Regions from separate parts of the Mus musculus genome. Here region 2 is linked to region 1. Evidence: chromatin contacts called from public promoter capture Hi-C data. All regions are on one chromosome and are shown on one strand. The core of a region is the stretch at or near the end of the contact, and the rest is flanking DNA. Distances in the headings are between cores, read along the strand shown.

Region 1 (4,659 bases), core at 293-2,792:
ACCTTTATGAAGGAAGAGGGGCGCCAGAACCTCTGACTCCTGTCATTTTGTTAGGGGTGGAGTCTGCAAGGAAGAAAGGCTGACCCAGACAATTCTCTCCCAAGGCCTCCCTCAAAAGTCAGCAAGTAGCCATCTTCCACCTCCTTCTGAAACTTTCTGGCACACTGCTCCCCCGACACCCCTTCCTAGCCTTCCCTAGGTGGCAATTGGCCCTGTTACCTGCCATTCCTCCTCTACTCTCAGCATTTTTAAACATACTCAGCCCCGACCCCGTTTAAGAGAAGTCCCACATTCTAAGGGAACGCTGCGTTTTTTGCAGAAGAGGTCCTCCCTATCCAAAGTGTTGAGATCCAAAGTAGTAAAGAGCCTGAGCTCCCGCCCGCCTCCAGTCTCACAGGTTCCTAGTGTTCAGTAAGGAAACTCCCGGGACCTGGCGTTTCTCGGGCATGGCTGGCGAGCACATTTTTAAGAAAACCGATGACAGTCTCTTTAAATGGTTCTCTCCCGCAAATCTGGGCAGCCGGACCTTAGCGGCTGGGGCGGGGGTTTGGGGTATGGAATCCGCTAAGCCCTGGGCAGTCTCCCCTCCCCCTGCCGGCCACTCCCAGCGAGGCAACGCGGAGTGTGCGGGGAGAAGCGAGCGGGAAGGGAGCTCGGAGACGGCTGGGCGCGGGAAGCCCGTTCGCAGTCCGGCACGAGGTCCCACGGGTCTGGCTGCAGCGGCCCCCGCCGCCCGGGAGGCAGGCGGGCAGCTCGGGCGCGATTTCCAAAGTGGCCCATCAGGAGAGACGCAGGCACGGCCATTCGGTTCCCGGAGCCACCGGGACTCTTTGGTCTGCGCCGCCCAGGACCCTACGGATCCCCTCCCTCTCCACCAAGCACTCCAGAGGTGGCGGCAGCCCCCAGACCTAAGCAGAGGGCCACTCGGGACCGGGCGAGCGGATCCCGGAAGGATCGGACGGCGGGAGGGCGTCCTGGAGGCCGTGTCCCTCGATCTTTGAGGGGCGGCCACGGGCAGACCCAGCGGGACATCCCCAGAGGCGGGTGGGAGAGGGTCGCGGGCGCCTCGCGCCTTTTACCTAGCAATTCTTCATCATCCTCCGGGCCAAGCAGGCGACAGGGAAGGCGGCGGCGGAGCCGGACGGTGCGCCGGTACAGGCTGTCGGTGCGGCGCCCCAGAGCCAGCAGGTGCCCCTCGAGGTCCTCCAGCAGAGCCAGCGAGTGGCCGCAGAGGTCTGCGAGCTGGCGGAGCAGACTGAGCGCGGCCAGGTGGCTCACGTCGCGGAGCTCAGCCAGCGGCTGCGGAGGGTTGCGCGGGCACAGACGCTGGGGCACCACAGTGCGCCGGTAGAACGGCATCCCGGGCGCGGGCGCGGGGACCGACCCGGTCCGCTAGCCTTGTGGCACTCGGGAATCCTGAGAGGCAGCGGCGGTCCTGGTGGAGCAGGGCCCGGGACGCGGGCGCGGGCGAGCGAGAGGCACGGGCGGCTGTGCGGGCAGGCGGCTTCACAGCCTGCAGCGCCGGCTCCCCGCGGGCTGCACACTCGCAGGAGCCACCAGTCCCTCTGACTCTGCTCCACTGGGCTCCTCCTCCCTGGCTTTCTCCTCCTCCCTCGCTCAGCTCACTCAGCTACTTCGGGATTCCTCCTCACCCCACCCCCACCATCCCCTTTCTTCTTCTTCTTTCTTTCTTTCTTTCTTTCTTTCTTTCTTTCTTTCTTTTGCGGTCAAAAATTCGCAGATTAACGCTTGATCCGGGAGAGAAGAAAAGGAAAAAAAAAAAAAAAGGAAAGAAGAGTAGAAAGAAGCTGAGAGTTAACCGAGGGAAGTCTGTGTGAATGTGTGTTTGTGATGGTCGGTGCGCAAAATGTGCCCGGGTCCTCCTGAGGAGCTTCAGGCCCAGTACCTTAACCCGGGTTAAGGTTGTTTTCTGCTTTGTTTTTTAAACTTAACTTTCTTTGTAAATACTGAACAATGCAGACACACCGGCGTACATACGAGCGAGTCACAGCAGAGACACGAAGTCTGGCTTCATGCATCTAGTTTTCCTTCTAAAATATACTCCTTGCCACGCACCAGTCTCCATTGAGCAAGCTAGCGGCCAGAACCTTAGAATCAGAGGAGAGAGAACCAAGTATCTTATTTGACTGTCCAGGAGGGAAGTGACCCTAGCACTGTGGAACTGTAAAGGCAAGAGCGAATAAATACAAACCCATTTTGTGGAGTAACTTATTTCGTTGGGATTGAGGGATCCAGTTTGCATTTTGTGCCAAAAGGGAACACCGATCTGTTTCCTTTGGGGGGCACAATGAGCTCCTGTAGTATCCCAGAAGAGGGGTTTCAGGAGCTGAGATGTGCTTTCAGTGCAGACAGCCCCGATTTCTCTCAACTGTAGAAGGTAAAATGTGCTCAGACAAGTAGAGTACCTTTAGTGTATTCTATGTCTGCATGCACTTGGGACATTTCCACCCAAAGCTGCTCACACTGAACTTTCAATGGTTTCTCCACTGCTCTGCTTTCATTTGGGCTGTGCTCCTTTTCATCCTACATATGCTCTGTTGAGTATAAGCCCACAGAATCTATTAGCAAAATATTTTTAAACAAAACACTTGTGCCCACACTAACACAATGTGGACTGTTTCCATTCTTTGCTTCAGAAAAGTTAATTGTTCCTTAGACAGTTCAAGAAAGCTCTATGCAGGCTGGAGAGATGGTACAATCATTAACAGCAACGCTGGCTGCTCTTCCAGAGGACTTGGGTTCAATTTCCAGCACCCACCTGGCAGCTCACAGCTCTCGGTAACTCCAGTTCCAGGGGATCCAACACCCTCTTCTCAGCTCTGAGGGCACCAGACCTACATGCAGGCAAATGCTTATACACTTAAAATAATAAAGTAAATTTAAAGAGAATCTCTGGTTTTAAATGTTTTGCTACACAAAATTAGTATGTGACATGATGGCTATATTCATTGGCTTTATTTATTAATTCTTCAATGCAAATATCAAAACATAATACCGTGCCCTACACATATGTAATTATTATTTGTCGATTGAAAATTTAAAAAAAGCAATGTACTGCAATCTGGTTGCCTTCATCTATACTCATTTCTTATTTAGTAAATAAAAACATAGTTACTAGAAACACTGAGTTCTAATTAAAGTAAGAATCAACAAACGGACAAAAGGTGGCCCCTCTTTTGAACTGTGAGGTCCAATTGTGGAATAAGAATCCAAAGTTCCTTGCTTGATGAACTCCAACCTCAGCCAAGAGAGTGACTGGCAGGAAGTAGTGGACTTGGCTTTACTCAGCGGAGATACTTTTCCCTGACCTATGAGCTGTTTCGACTGATCTTTGCTCCAGAGAAGGAGACATGAAGTAGGAGCAGATTGAAGGAGACTGTCTGGGCAGAGCTTTGCAGCCTGAGTGCAGCAGGCCTGGGCTGGGCCTGGTGGCTGAGCCACCCGCACTCACACCCCCTACTCTGCTTCCCGAAGCTGAGTTGTTCAGAGCTCCATAAGAAGAAGCTCAGTTTTGGCCCCATGCCCTTCCCCCCAGCCTAGTCAGTTCACTCACTCCAGCCTCTTGAATGAGAGAGTCCTGGCTTTCATCAAGGAAACATCAAGGACTTGCAATGGAGCCACCTCAGAGCAGAGCCCCTCCTCCCTTCCCAGGACTAGAGTGGGTCTGCTCCAGATGGGAGAAGGTCAGAGGACTTAAGTATTCACCTTCCTTCTTAGCCTGTCTCTTTCCCACAGAAAAGATAGAGACCTCCAGTTCCACAAGTGAAATTGAATCGAGACAGCCTCTGGGGAAGCAGGGTTCCCCCTGCTCTGTGGAGGGACAACTGAGCTCCTAAAAGCACCACTCTCTATCCAAGCTCACCAGCCAGAAAAGCAGCTAAGGTAAAGGGTCTCCATCAGCCTCTAGCACAGCATCTGGCACAGCGTACAGATGGTAATATGATCATCTCTGTTTGTTTATGATAATAGCAATAGTATTTCTTTGTAATACTATCATCTTCCTCCCTCCAATAGCTCCCTGAAGGCAGGAACCACATTTGTCTTGTTTGCTGCTGTATGCCCATGCCAAGCCCAGTGCCTAGCATACGTTAGGTTACTCAGGAAGTGTCTGTTAAATGAATGAATAAATGAAGCTGGATTATAGGCAGAGCCAGATAGGAAAAGCCTTAAGAAAGAATTTAACTTGGGCAAAGGGGCAATGGAGGGTCACTGCAGTTTCTGGCATTGCCTGAGACAGGAAGGAGGCACTTAAGAATTTCATCTAGAATCAATGTGGAGGCTAAGACTGCTGCAACCACCTGTACTCACATACTCGGGGCTGAGTTACCAAGGAGCACTCTGAATTAAACAGTTGCTCTGATTCGCCTATAAACCTTGGCACTAACCCATGCAGGAGCCACGAGAGGCAAGGAAGTTGTGAAGGCAGAGGACAGGGAGGCCCTCCCACACCTCAAAGTGTTCATCCCACCCACTGCCAGCTCCAGGGGGCCAAAACTTGTAGCAGGTTTTCCCATAAGCCTGCTAGGAGATACAATCTAGGCCTAAATTGGGCCCACCTGTGGAATTGGCAATGGCCTTGGACTAAAGCAGATAGAAAGAGAGACACGAGGGAGCTGGAGACATAAAGCTTTCCTTCCA
Region 2 (4,507 bases), core at 583-3,082, 110 kb before region 1:
TACTTATATTGAAGCGTTAAAGAAGCTGAGAAAATCAGCTTCCCAAAAAGTTACCCAGGGTTATGGACTTGCTTTAGGGATTCTCCCTTGGACAAGTGGGGCAATAGGTCCCTTCTCCACCTTTCCCTCCCAGCAAGGAGTTCAGCACTTCTTTCCTGTGGCCCTCTGAAATAGACTTAGGGAGGCATCCATACCATGGTGTGGAAACAGCACTGGCTCAGAGAAAGCTCTCTGAACTTTCCCAAGGACTTACACTGAGGAGCCTCAGCTGCTTAAAGAATCAAGTTTGGGATTCTCAGCCAAAACGTCTTGCCATCAGAGTTATTGATAGAGGGCAAGAGACCACTGTCCAAGCTCATGTTTTTCTTAGGAACATAAGATTCAGTCTGTACCAGTTCTAACTGGATGAGTGCCAGTGTGTGTGAATTGTAATGGAAGCATTCCAAACGCCAAGCACTACTTTGGACGGTGAAACTATGGCTGGATTTTTATTTTATTCTTAGTACAAAAGTGTTGACTTGTTTTCCTACAGCAAAATTGTGCTAGTATAAAGATCTGTAAACAACAAAGCCTTTATTTTGAAATACAATTAATACAAAAAATAAACCTCATGACAAAACACAAGTACAGACTTTCATGTCATAGATAATTTATTCTAGGGGAGTTTGAGGGAAGACAGAGTGAGGGGGTGGGGGGGGAGAGGAGCACGGAAAATAGGCAAGTTTGTAATCTGAAGCCGAGCTAAGTCAGAGGTCAGAAGCTCTGGCCAGGCCCTAACCTATACACTTGGGCTCATTTCTGGAAGCACATTTAGATTCAGAGCCAGGTCTCTGCTTTTCTCCTTGAATGAGGGAAGGGAGGCACAGGGAGGTGAGGATGGAGACCTCTATTTTGCCAAGGCTCTTTTCTCTCTGTCTTAATCTCCATCTGGCTAACATCTTCATCCTGGACTCTTCTGGGTCCCATGTACTCTCCTGAACGTCTCTAGCATTCCCTGGACAAATGAGTGTCTATTGTGTGTCAGTAACTGTTGTGTGCTCCCAGAATGCATCAGCGACCAAAACAACTCAGTTCCAAGGTGCAGCATGAAGCTCTTGCATGTATTTACTTAGGTGTCCCGGGTCAAGCATAAGCTGTTTTCTGCTAAGGATCATTGTTTTAACATTTGGTTCTCTTCCTTCTCTGCACTGTGACTGGCTTTCAAACATTGTGAAGATGTTCACAGTGAATGAATGAATGAATGATGGTGCTTAAGTTTGGGTTTGGGGATGTTGCTCAGTTGAATAGCACTTATCTATTATGCACAAGGCTCTGGGTTCTACCCTGAGCAAAAGCTCAAGGACACACACACAGAGCAATTTCAAGACAAAAAAAAACACGACGACAGTGGGACGTTGGTCACCGATAAGTAGAGCACGTTCTCTTGCCCTGCATTACTGTCAGCTCAAATCTTAGGCCACTTTCCTCAAGTGGCAATCATCAGAGGAAAGAAGGTTGCAGGCTAAGTCCCTTGGGCAGATCCATTTTGAAAAGAGGTAACCCGCTCTATCAGGGACCCTCTCTAAGGAATGGATAATGCTGCTAACTTTAGACAGCTTAGGCTAAGCAAGAAAGGCATTCTCCTTCGGTGGGTAGGGGGATCCACTGCCCCATCACTCTGTGCAGGGATGAATCATTCTGAAGTACACTTCCTTTCTCTTAAAAACAGCAAGGCTGCCCTGGCATTCATTCCCCCATTCGCCCCGCCTCTGGGCTGCTGTTCATCCCTCCCAGCCAGAGGCAGCTCCAGCCTTTTTTGTTTGGCTTGCCAGCAGCTGCACAGCAGCGCCCTCTGCCGCCCGGCATCAGGCTTTCATGCCGCCCGTCCGCCCCAGGAGCGGGGAGGAGCAGGGAGCTAGGCGGGGGCTGTGCTGCGCCAAGCAGCCTCCAGTTCCGGAGGTGCGCGGGGACCATGACTCACCGCCCGCCGCTCTTGCCGCCTCCGCACGCGCCTGGTGACGCGCGGAGCTGCACAGAGCTGCTCTGCTCACGCAAACCAGCCGGGGCACACTTGGCCTGCTCTGCCCTCCTGGGCCCCAGTCCTGTATGAACCCCAGCATTATTCACCCCCCCCCCCACACACACACCAGAACCTCGCGTCGATTCATTACAACTTCTGATGGGGATAGAGACTGAGGACCAGGGGAAGATGGGGGCGAAGGCAGGGAACAAACCGCTAAAGAATAGGGGAGGGGCTATATGACTCAGTTATGTGTGACTCCAAAGTTCAGGTGAGATGGGCTTTCCACAGCATCAAATTGCACCCCTCCTCCACTCACACACACCAGACACACTCAGGAAGGGTCAGTTAAACGATGATGTCATAAAGGACTTTGAAATTCAAGCATTATAGCAAACATTTACCATTTCAAAATTAAAAGCTGTAAAATAGCTCCTAATGAGAAAGGCAGACAGGTGTGGGGCTTGAGTGTGTGAAATGCTTTGAGTTAAGGAGCGGGACACAGAGCTGGGCATAGTGACACATGCACTTGGGAGGCAGAGGCAGGCAGATCTCCTTGAGTTTGAGACCAACCTGGTCTACAAAGTGAGTTATAGGACAGCCAGAGCAACATAGTTAAGAATAATAGTGAGACTGTTTCTAAAGCAAAGCAAAACAAGACCTAAGCATGGGAATAGGAGCAGGAGCTGTGAGTTAGGAATGTGCACCAGAAATTGGAACAGATGGGAGAGAGAGAGGCAACTAAGATGACCCTGGAACCTTGGCAGGATGTGCAGTTGAATCAAGTGCATGACATGGACATGGCTCTGGGGTTAAGAAGGATTTACTAGTAGATCAAAAAGTTATGCAGTTAAAGTCCACATCGCCTTTGCACCCGCCTCTGGTGTTTGCCACTGCCTGTTTTATTTTCTTTATTAGTAATATATTGCTTGTTTCCTTAGACTGTAAGAAACACAGATCACAGCCTGCAGCTAAGGTCCCACCTCTGCTTTGGAGACAATAAACATGCAGAAGAGAATCCAGATTTGTGAGGGCACGGCCTATCCTCTGGGCTGAATGGAACATAGGTAGGCACAGCACTGCTTGCCCAGACAGCATTTGTGGAAGCCAAAGAAACCCTAATCCAGGTCCTACTGTTCCCTTTGAGGAAAGTGTGGAAAGCTGTAGCTAACGACTGCTTCCCCGTGATGCTGAAGGTCTTTGTAGACCTAAGGTTTGACCCTGAGAGAGCCTGATGAATCATTCAGACAGCTCCAGCCTGAGCCAAGCATCGAGGTCCATTTGGTTTCCATGTGGGTACCTGTGGCTAGTAGCACCACCGAACGGACATGGTGCTCTAGAGCCACAGAAAAAAAGTTAGACATGAGTAACCTTTCATGCTTCTGCATCCACTGGTATTCCCACCCACCCCACCCACCATGACTTTCTGTCAGCCTGAGCTCTACCTAGAAAGGCACCACCCCACCATTTCCTGACAGTGTTTAACTAGGTATGCACGTGACTACATCTTCTTTTTCTTTGTGATCAGGAAAAGAAGGTATTGTCTCTATTCGTGGGTACTACTGAAAAACAGACTAAGCGTTCACGGCCTGTTAAAGATTTAAAATAAATATTTAACTTCAGGAGTCTGAAGTTCAGGCCTTCACAAACAGACACAAATAAGGGGAGGGCGTAAGTCAGGGAGGTGAGTTCTATGTGTTCTTTAGCCCTGGCTCCCTTTCTTGCAGGCTTTGGTGGTCTTTGTAAAGGAGAAAAACATTGCACGAAGGAGGAAAAAAAATGTCTGGTCTCCTTAAAGCAGTCTATAAGCTCACTACTATTCCAGCTAAATTGCCACAGAAATTATTCATTGGATTCAACAAACTCATTCTAAAGCCAGGAAGCATGCAAAGAGAATGCTAAAAAAAACACTTTAGAGAAAATAAAGTGAAAGACAATTCCCTATACAAAGTATTAAATCCAGAGTACTTAATGGATTGTGGTATGGACATAGCAGTAGGCATTTAGAGTGCAGTGGGAACTGCACACTGATAACTGGGATAAAGTGAACGAGGCTTTAAAAAAAGAGTATAGACTTCCAACTCTACTGTATTAGGGATAGACGAATAGACTTGAAAATCTCTGCACTGAGTTCTTCCAGTGTCATCGGCCCCTTCTGGTGGACAGTTTTGGAACAAGAACTAAGTTTTCATGGTGTAAATGGGTTCTGTGCACTATTTTCTGCCTACCTCCTAATGATTTTAGGATTGCCTCTTTCTTCATGGGGGCAGGGGTATCATTAGAGTAGCGAGAAAGACCTCATTAAAGGAAACTCCTTCTGATCAAGAGAATAGATCTTTAGCCTGAATGGGGACCTCACATTCCAGTTGGCTGGGTCAATCACCTGGCCAAGCGACCATCCCTCAGGAAGGCAAGACCACTCCCCAGAAGGCAGGATGACCTTATACTATGCTAAAGAAACAGGAGGAATAATTATCCCTTTAATGCAATATGGTATTTTTCCTTCCC

The links. Promoter capture Hi-C pulls out the DNA fragments that hold promoters and counts their contacts.
Region 2: a promoter capture Hi-C map of second pharyngeal arch cranial neural crest shows a contact between it and region 1, with 2.4 times the contacts expected there. The contact joins the enhancer-like site here to the promoter of Nhsl2 in region 1. A contact is called at or near these places in 3 of 39 promoter capture datasets (embryonic stem cells, hippocampal neurons and second pharyngeal arch cranial neural crest), 1 of 15 datasets of contacts at CTCF or cohesin (embryonic stem cells), 19 of 484 Hi-C or Micro-C datasets (brown adipocytes, cerebellar granule neurons, cerebellum and 8 more), 5 of 115 datasets of contacts at active chromatin or transcription factors (cardiomyocytes, embryonic limb bud, embryonic stem cells and 2 more) and 3 of 9 other capture datasets (adipose tissue, embryonic stem cells and pancreatic islet).

The regions. Positions count from the first base shown.
Region 1 is chrX:101,846,268-101,850,926 of GRCm38.p6, reverse strand. Nhsl2 (NHS-like 2) reads right to left here and starts at 1,542. Exons shown (of 8, transcript NM_001163610.1): 1 at 1,080-1,542. The coding sequence starts at 1,359.
Region 2 is chrX:101,951,741-101,956,247 of GRCm38.p6, reverse strand. The region is part of intron 1 of Nhsl2 (NHS-like 2); the gene reads right to left. Among named protein-coding and RNA genes, the nearest start is that of Gm25828, 41 kb to the right of the region's middle. Within about 2 kb of position 1,832, at least 231 of the 459 cell types and tissues checked have an H3K27ac peak or open chromatin away from gene starts, as enhancers often do. A contact at or near this core is called in cerebral cortex, embryonic fibroblasts, embryonic limb bud and 7 more, where this site is marked.